Regions from separate parts of the Mus musculus genome. Here region 2 is linked to region 1. The links are chromatin contacts, called in public promoter capture Hi-C maps. All regions are on one chromosome and are shown on one strand. The core of a region is the stretch at or near the end of the contact, and the rest is flanking DNA. Distances in the headings are between cores, read along the strand shown.

The links. Promoter capture Hi-C pulls out the DNA fragments that hold promoters and counts their contacts.
Region 2: a contact with region 1 is called in a promoter capture Hi-C map of liver, with 4 times the contacts expected there. The contact joins the enhancer-like site here to the promoter of 4930595L18Rik in region 1. A contact is called at or near these places in 12 of 39 promoter capture datasets (the 3T3-L1 cell line, HPC-7-derived erythroid cells, cranial neural crest and 6 more).

Annotation. Positions count from the first base shown.
Region 1 is chr6:98,549,240-98,553,697 of GRCm38.p6, forward strand. It overlaps 4930595L18Rik (a long non-coding RNA gene), which reads right to left and starts at 2,865. Exons shown (of 3, transcript XR_869302.2): 1 at 2,714-2,865.
Region 2 is chr6:98,899,851-98,904,584 of GRCm38.p6, forward strand. No RefSeq gene overlaps it. Among named protein-coding and RNA genes, the nearest start is that of Gm38865, 230 kb to the right of the region's middle. Within about 2 kb of position 1,556, at least 56 of the 459 cell types and tissues checked have an H3K27ac peak or open chromatin away from gene starts, as enhancers often do.

The DNA.
Region 1 (4,458 bases), core at 1,615-4,114:
TGCATTTCAAACATTGAAAAGAAATCTTACAGAAAAACCCAAACAAATGGTCATCTCCTAGTACAGAAAGTGACATTATACAAAAACACTTTAGCAGTGGGACCCTTTTTGTTTCATGGTTAGAAAAATGAATAGCCCGTGTGTACAAGACAGAGAAAGTATGTCCCTTTTGTCCCCAAAGCCTTGCTGTTTTACCTCTTGAGCAAAAGGCTCCTACAAAGTCACTTTGACCTTCCTGCTCCTCAGAAGGGGCCCTGGTTGCAGGAAAGCTGCCTTCAAGGCCCTGGTGGCTTCTTGGCCATCTCCCTCCCTCACATGAAGGAAGGAAGGAGCCTGAGTATTTCAGGGACTTTGTGCAGCACGCCCTCAGGTGGGGCAGCTCCAGCCTTTGAGAGCAAGATGAAAAGACCTATCAGCAGGAAGAATTTGGGTTCTACTGAGGGAAAATGCCCTGATAAAAGAATTATAAGACCCTGGTGCATATTACCAAGGGAGTCTGTAGAATCCCATTATCTGGTGATTTTAATGAATAAAACGCAACGATTTTTGTAGGATAATTGGTGTGAAATGCTGCCCAGACGCCGAGGGATGACTGAATCCACCTTCACACATCCTTTCAGGCCCCTCAGTTCTGTGATGTGTGCATTATATTATTTAGCAGAAATAATAAACTAAATATGCTTTTTAAAAAATGCATGGCATTAACCACCTTTGTGTGTTAATGTGGTACCTACCAATTACATGCATTAAGGTAAAAAGCTAAAATATACAAATTAAGTTATGAACATAGCGCTACGTTTAACAGATTAACTGAAAACCTGCAAAGGTTTCAAGAGTATATTAAATGTATAAAAGCCTTTTCCTTGATCTTCAACTTGGAGGTTATTTTTCCCCCAATAGTGTGTGGTCTTAGAGCCCAGAGTGTGTTCTGAGAACAGCAAAAGAAAGTTAATATATACTAGGGGGAAAAAAAAACAACAAAGAATGATCTCTAGGGTATGTGCTTCAGGAAGAACAATCAGAGTTAATCTACATGGTAATCTGGGCCATAGGTCAACAGACTTTATTTGTACAGGGATAAGCAGTAAATATTTTAGGCTTCATTGAACATAAGGTCTATGTCTCCTGTTTTCAACTCTGCCATTGCCTCATAGTACCTAGGAAATATAAATGGCTATGTTCTGATAAAGATTTACTTATCACAACAGGCATCAAGTCGGGTTTGATTTAGTCATCAAAGCTTGGATCCTTTCACCTAGTGACACACATTATTTCTACCATTTGTGGAAGGTGAAACTAAGACATGCAAAGGTTGTTTTACTAACTGAAGGTCTCACAGGTAAGTGGATGATAGTTGGTTCAAGGAAAATTTAAATTTATTCAAGCATGTATCAATGAGACGGGGGAGCTGGAAAATGAACATTTAATTCTTTGTTTTCTATTGGTCATGAAGAATTCCTACCTGAACAGGTTTGAGACTTAACTCACACTCACTTTCATTGATGAGTCTCTATTCTGATTGTAGTCCTTCTGAGTGTGTCACATTCCCTGTGACCCTGCTCTTGGTAGCAGCTAATTGGACAAAGGATGGGAACTTGGTCTATCTGTGCCATTACCAAAAATTTATGACTTGTGGTCTGGTGTGACTTGAAACATATAGTCAGTGGATTCCTTTCTTGGGAACATGATCTTTGAGGAACATGGAAAATTCTCGTTGGAAAGATTGAAAGCGGGAAGGCTATGTGTGTTGGCAGCTCTGTGTGTGTGTGTGTGTGTGTGTGTGTGTGTGTGTGTGTGTGTGTGTGTGTTAGAACCAAATGCTGTAAAGGCATGAGGACGTGAGTTTGCATCTTTAGTACACATATCCAAAGTCAGACGTGGCTATGTATGTCTGCAACCTCAGCATGTTGAAAGGAGTGGGTGTAGTGAGACAGATTTCACCAGACAGACAGCCTAGACAAAACAATAGGCTTCTGTTTCAGTGAGAGACCCTGTCTCAAGTCAGCCAAGCAGAGAGTGGTAAAGTAAAATACTTCATGTCCCCCACTGGCCTCCTCCTGTGGATGTATATTATATATACAAGCACATACATCCACATAATTGTTTACATACAACACAAGTACACACGCACACACATATACACATGCACACACGGAGAGAAGGTGAACGGAAGGAAAGAGGAACCATGTAAGTAGAATTGGATGCATTGCTAAAATTTCAGTTTTCTAGTCCTTGACCCGACTGTATACCTGCTTTGACCTATGCATATATGCGCAGCATCTCTAAATTAGCTCCATCCTTTTAAAAATTATACCCTGAGTGAGATTCTGGGCCTTAAACACAATTTATCTTGATAGGCTACTGAAGTTACACTTATTTGTGGTTATCTACCTATTTAAAGGCACACTTGATTTCTGACTTTATATTTGTTTCTGAGACAAAACAGGGGTAATTCTAAAGCAGGGATTCCCCATTGATTTACTCTTGGGCTCTGTCTAGCCTCTCTTCCCAACCCACTTCCTTAACAGGATTTTCTAGTTCAGTCTTGCAAACTATATTTTCTACTTACTGTCTTCACTTTCATCCCAGGCTTACAGAAACATTTAGTGCACCTGCTACTCTCCCATTCACTAAATTAAGATGTAAATGTGCTCTGGCTAATTAACATAAATGTGTCGCTTATGATGTACCAAGCCTGGTCTGCTCAGCCCACCTGGATTCAAGGCAGCCATGGTGTGTGGGTGCTGAGGCTCAGTCCGTTTTCCTTTCTCTGAAGTTATGGGTGGGGGGCAGGGTAAGCAAGGCAGTAACAGACGCAGCCCAGAACTGTGGGTAGGCTGATGTCCTAGATACACCCTTCCAGAGAAAGGCAGTTGGATTTGTCAAAGAATCCCCAGTGCCTCATGGGTAAATTCCTACATCATTCTCATGCAGCTTCAGACGACCCCCAAAGAACAGAGCAGATCTTCCCATAAGAGCACGACACTGGTGTCTGGTCTCTTTCCTGTCTCATTTCCCATCATTCTTTTTCAGCTTCCAGTGTTACCCCCAAATCAAGTATCCTTATGATACGGCGTCTTGATATTTTAATAGAGTGTTTAATAGGACCACTCTCGGAGCAGTTCCTGCACATTTCCTTATTTTAAAGTTGAGGAAAGTAAGGCCCAGTACCATGAAGTCATGCTTCCAAATCTATGATTCCTAACAGAGATAAAATTAGAATAAAATCCAATGGTTTTTTCATTACAAGGGTCTCAGCTTAGAGCTTTCAAAGCTAAATATAATATTTGACTTTTTCCTCTTTCAAGTATTTTTTTTCAAATGTTATCTATAAAGCCACAGGTTCTGATATGCTTCCGTGCAAGCACCATGTTGGCTTGGGATCATGTGGCACGAGGCTATTGTTACCGTCCCAGAATAGTGTCTGGTGTTTTCAGGGACACAAATGGAGCTTTAATCTGTGATGTTCTTCTACTCGACATATTGTACAGGGCACGAGGCTGAACTCCCGTCGATCCTACCCCATGAGCTTCAGATGACTGTACACCCTACAGGATCCCTCTTCATACATGGAAGCTGTACAATTAGGCACATTAATACCCAAGCTCTCCAAGAGCCTCCCTGCGTCAGATCAATCCAAGCCTTAGCACGGCAGCCAGAAGCATTTTCTTGGAGGCTTCTCCTTGACTGTCACTTATTTTCTCACCAACTGCTGGCCCCACTTCTCTGCCCTGGATCCAACCCCATTATCAGAGACGCCAGGGAAGGCTCTGCAATGAGGTTGTCTGTAAATGAACAACAGAGAGCGGGAAGAGGATACTGTCACACCCAACAGTGTCTGTTAAGTTCTGACACCCAGAGAACTCAGTGCTCTGTGGGGTGTTGTAGCAGCTCAGGAGACACAAGAGACTTCACAGCAGAGAGGTCTCCTGGACTAGCATGTGGAAATTGCATGGTTGTGCTTCCTAGACAGCACGTAAAGATGCTATCGGGCTCATCTGTGTGTGTATGTTCTTGTGTATCATGCGTGTGACACCTTGAGTTTGATAGCAGGTATTATTCTTCGTTCAGACATTCTTTATACTATTTTGTGAGACAAGGTCTCTCACTGAATCTGAGCAAGCTACACTGGCTGGCTAGCAGGTCCCAGGGATCTTCCTGTCTGCCTTGCAGTGCCACCATCCCAGATGTATTCCACTGCTCTCAACAGTTACACAGCTGTTGAAGAGGGAACTCTGGAGCCCTCATGCTCAAATGACAAGCACTTTCCTGCACGTCTCCCCCACACAGGCTCACTTCTTGGGGTGTTTAAAGATGAATTAGGCTCTGGAGAAGGAAAATGGAAGAATGCAGATGCCAACCAGGGAATTCACACATGCACTTTTGTCAACGGTGACCTTTTAGGACTGCCATGGAACTTAATGTTGTTAAACAATCAGTCCTTGTTTTGCTAAAATG
Region 2 (4,734 bases), core at 306-2,805, 350 kb after region 1:
ATCATTTGGAGATTGGTCATACTGTTGTATCAAGTATAGGACTTGTATCAGTGTCTTCTTCTCTCTATTGTGAAGGGCCATTCCAAGAGGATAGGACAGCTTATTTTCCACAAATACAGTTGCTATGATGGTCTTACACAAGTCTTTGTTCTGATGTATGTCCTTCTTCCTTGAGTTACTACCTAAGAGTGATTGGCTGGATAAATGGAAGATATGGGTGTTTTAATTTCTCACTTAAAAAAAAAAAGAAAGAAAGACTGTTGTAAGCATGTACCAGTTGAACACATAAATAGGGCTCAGTATAAGATTTGCATGTATATTTATATAATACAACCTGATAAGATTTGCCCTCCCTTTCTCCTACACACACACAGACACACACACACACACACACACACACACACACACACACTTCCCAGAATCTAGTGATCACTGTTCTGTTTTCCCATTGACATTTATTAACTTCCACATATGAGAAAGACATAGTTCCTGTCTTTCTCTGTTTCATGAGTTTCTCTTAACACCCAGCTCCATCTGTTTAGTTGCAGAGGGCTGGATATTCCAGTGGGGCAGGGGGTGTGTTGTGCTGGCACACATTCATCTGTTGTTGGGCACCTAGGCAACTACTTTTGGCCACTCTACCCACCAAGCTGATGTGGCACTGCTTGGAGTCTGAACTCAAGAATCCCAACCATAACTTCAGCTTAGACGCCAACCCCAAAGCTGACTGGAAATTCAGGAAGGAACTCTGAGACCCAGCCTACCAGCCTGCTTACTCTCAACCACCAGTCCCCAAAACTGATCGCTGGGATGTCATGCAGGCCAATCAAGGACCCCAGTTAGAAATATCCAAAGCCAGTCCCCCTCCCTATCTTAGTTATCACCTCTACTAGTCTACAAACATGGATATGCAGGTGTCTTAGTTAGGGTTTCTATTCCTGCACAAAACATCATGACAAAAAAAGCAAGTTGGGGAGAAAAGGGTTTATTCAGCTTACACTTCCACACTGCTGTTCATCACCAAAGGAAGTCAGGACTGGAACTCAAGCAGGTCAGGAAGCAGGAGCTGATGCAGGGGCCATGGAGGGATGTTACTTATTGGCTTGCTTCCCCTGGCTTGCTCAGCTTGCTTTCTTATAGAACCTAAGATTACCAGCCGGGGGAATGGCACCACCCACAGTGGGCCCTCTCCGCTTAATCACTAATTGAGAAAATGCCCCACAGCTGGATCTCAGCATTTCTTCACGAGAGGCTCCTTTCTCTGTGATAACTCCAGCTTGTGTCCAGTTGACACACAGACCCAGCCAGTACAGCAGGTAGCTTTTGTTGTACATCATTTGCTTTGGATTGGACCCTGAGTAGCACATCTGAATGATATGACAGGTCAACTTTTAGTTTTCTGAGGACACTCCATGTCGTCCTCTGTACTGTGCTCTGATTTACATCCTCACCAATAGTAAGAATTATTTTCTTCTTACAGTCTTTCGAGTATTGGTTACTCTTCTTTGTGTAGATGATAGTTCTCCCTTCTGACTTGAGTAAGATGGAATCTTGCTGTGGTTTTGATTTTTGCATTGCCCCGATGACTCATAACGCTGAGCATTTTTGCATACCTATCTATGTGGGTCATTTGGATTTCTTTCGGGAAGTGTTGCTCAGATTGTTTGCTCATTTTTTTAAAGACTACATTGTGTTATTTTGTTGTTGATGATAAAGTTTTAGAATTGCTTATGTATTCCAGATATGAATCCTTTGCCAAATGAATACTTGGCAAAAAGTGTCGCCTATCCTGTAGGCTGTCTCTCTCTCTGTTCATTTTTTTTTCTGTGTAGAAATTTGGTGAATTTCTTTTTATTTGTTTGTTTTGGTTTTGCTTTCCATTGTTTGGGGATCCTATCCAGAAAACCATACTATTGTCTGTAAATATGTCTTTGTCTGTCTATTTGGTTCTATTTGATTTAAGATAGGATTTCATGATGTAGCCCTGGGTGGTCTGGATTTCCCTACATAGACCAAGCTGGCCTCAAAGCTCACACGGACCCATCCACTTCTGCCTCTGAGTGCAGGGATCAAAGGCAAGTATGATGACTCCTGCCTAAGCCTTCCTTGTAGCAGTTTTTGGAGTTTCCAATCTAACATGTCAGATCTGGATCCATTTTGAGATGACATTTATATAAGGTAAGAGACAGAGGTCAAGAATTAGATGGTGACATTGGGAAACTGTCTTTTCTTCAATGTTATGTTATTAACACTTTTGTCAAGAACATGTAAATTCATTGTTTGTTTGTTTTTTTCTAGTTTCTATATGTGTCTCCCTATCTATTATTAAACCACTGAGTTCTTGCAGGCCTGCAGTATGTTTTGAAGTCAAGATTATGATACTTCCAGCTCTATGATGTGGGTCAGGGTGGCTTTGGCTATTGGAGAGCTTTTAATGTTTTCCTATTAGAAAAGGAAAGTTGTTTAGAGCTGTTCTTTCTAATACAGTGGAGAATGTTATTGGTACTTTGATGGGCCCACCACTGGGCCTTAGAACCAGAACCGATTGAAGCTGGACCCCAAATTCTACTTAAAGACATCCAGAGTCAGTCCCTCTCCACCTATGCCACCCCCCTTTCCTACCTGTTTACCTTTTGGCCACCACACCAAGCTGATGTGGCACTGCTTGGAGTCTGAACTCAGAGTCCCAACCATAACTTCAGCTTAGATGCCAACCCCAAAGCTGACTGGAAATTCAGGAAGGAACTCTAAGACCCAGCCTACCAGCCTGCCTGACTCTCAATCACCAGTCCCCAAAACTGGTCCCTGGGATGTCATGTGGTCCAAACAAGTCTGGTCTACCCCAGGTAGAAGTATCCAAAGCCAGTCCTCTCCCTACCTGTCTTCACACTTATCAACAACCCAACCTCCCGTGCCGATCTTGGGACCACTTGAAGTGTGAACTCAGAAACACAGTGTGGTCCCAAACCTGAATACTAAGCTTCATCAGTTGGTCCACAACCTGACAGTTTGGGTAGCTGCAAACAAAGACCCGAGCATCACCCAACCAAGAAAAGGCCAGATATCACAGCGAGAAACACCACAAATGTGTCTGGATCCAAGTGCCTACTTCTGATCACAAAAATATAAGCATGAGCAACCAAGACACCATTCCTCCCCCAGAAAGCAGTACCCCAGTGTAATAGTCAATGAGAAGAGAAATTTAGCTGATGTGCAAGATAGGGGCTTCAACATAGCAATTAGAAATAGGTTCCTTGGAGAGCATATGAGAAGTTGGTTCAATGAAGAGCACAAAAATACAAAAAGTTTAATGAAATTATGAAAACAATTCAAATATCTGAAAATAGAATTTAATTTAAAAAATAGGATTGCTAAAGAAAAGCCAAACTAAAGTTAAACTAAACAAAGAACTCAGTCAATCAAACAAAAAGCCCCAGAGGAAAGCCTCACCTACAAATTGGATGAAATAGAAAAAACTATGTTTACCTTTAAAAACATTCTTTTTATTTAGTGTGTATGGGTGTTTTGACTGCATGAACGTCTGTGCACCCCGGGCATGCACTGCCCTTGGAGGCCAGATGATGGTTTCAGATCTTCTGGAACTGGAATTACAGACAATTCAGAGCTGATATGTGGGTTGAGACTTGAGCCCAGATCCTCTAGACAGAGCCATCTCTCCAGATCTATGCGTGCCTTGAAGCAGCCATGTTTCCTTCAGTCAATGAACGTGAGGCTGCTTCTCACCAGTTTCCTCTTTAGCTTGTCTTATCATCATTTTGTAATTTTATTTGCTGGGTTTACATCCTCAGTTAAGTTTATTCCTCACTGTTTCATATTTTGTTGCTGTATTGGGGTTCTCAGAATAACAGCACTTATAGAATGAATCTCTCTGTCATCTGTCTATCTGTCTGTCTGTCTGTATATCTATCTATCTATCTTTTTTTTAAAGACAGTTTATTATAAATTTGGACTCCTACAGTTCTGGTGTGATGCTTTGACATTTACAGTATTTCTTACTATTTTACCTTCACTTCAAACTTGCTAGTTGTTGTTGTTTTAATGCAGCACCCTCACTCCCAGGAGACATAAGGCTGAAGAACGTGGCTTTCTAGCATCTTTCTATGTATCTTCCCCTTTAGTGATCTGAGCAACATAAGGTGCCCCAAATAGGAATAGGGTCTACACACTGTACCTATCTGTATGATGTATAGCTAAATAGAGATAGATAGACAATAGATGATAGATAGATAGATAGATAGATAGATAGATAAGGGAGTTTATTAGAATGATTTACAGGCAAATGTCTAGCTAATTCAACAATGGCTGGCTATGACTGGAAAAGTCAAGAATCTAGTAGCTCAGTCCATGAGGCTGGAGTCTTTGATGGCCATCAGTGGACGTTAGAATCCTAAAGAAGTAGGCTCTAATGCCAGTGAAAGAATGGACTTCCTAGCAAGACAAGGGCAGGCAGGCAAAGAACAAAAGCTTTCTGCTTCCAGGTCCTTATATAGGCTTGCAGCAGAAGGTGTGGCCAAGATTAGACGTGTTTCCAGCTCAAAGTAGCTGGACCAAAGGCTTGTCTTCTTACCTCAAAGATCCAGATTAGAAGTGGACCATTTTACTTCAAATTAAGCAAACGTTCCTCGCAGGTGTGCCTTCTATCTTTGGATTTTAGTTAACTCCAGATGTTGCCAAGTTGACAACCAAGAATAGTCATTATAGTTGCTGTGACAA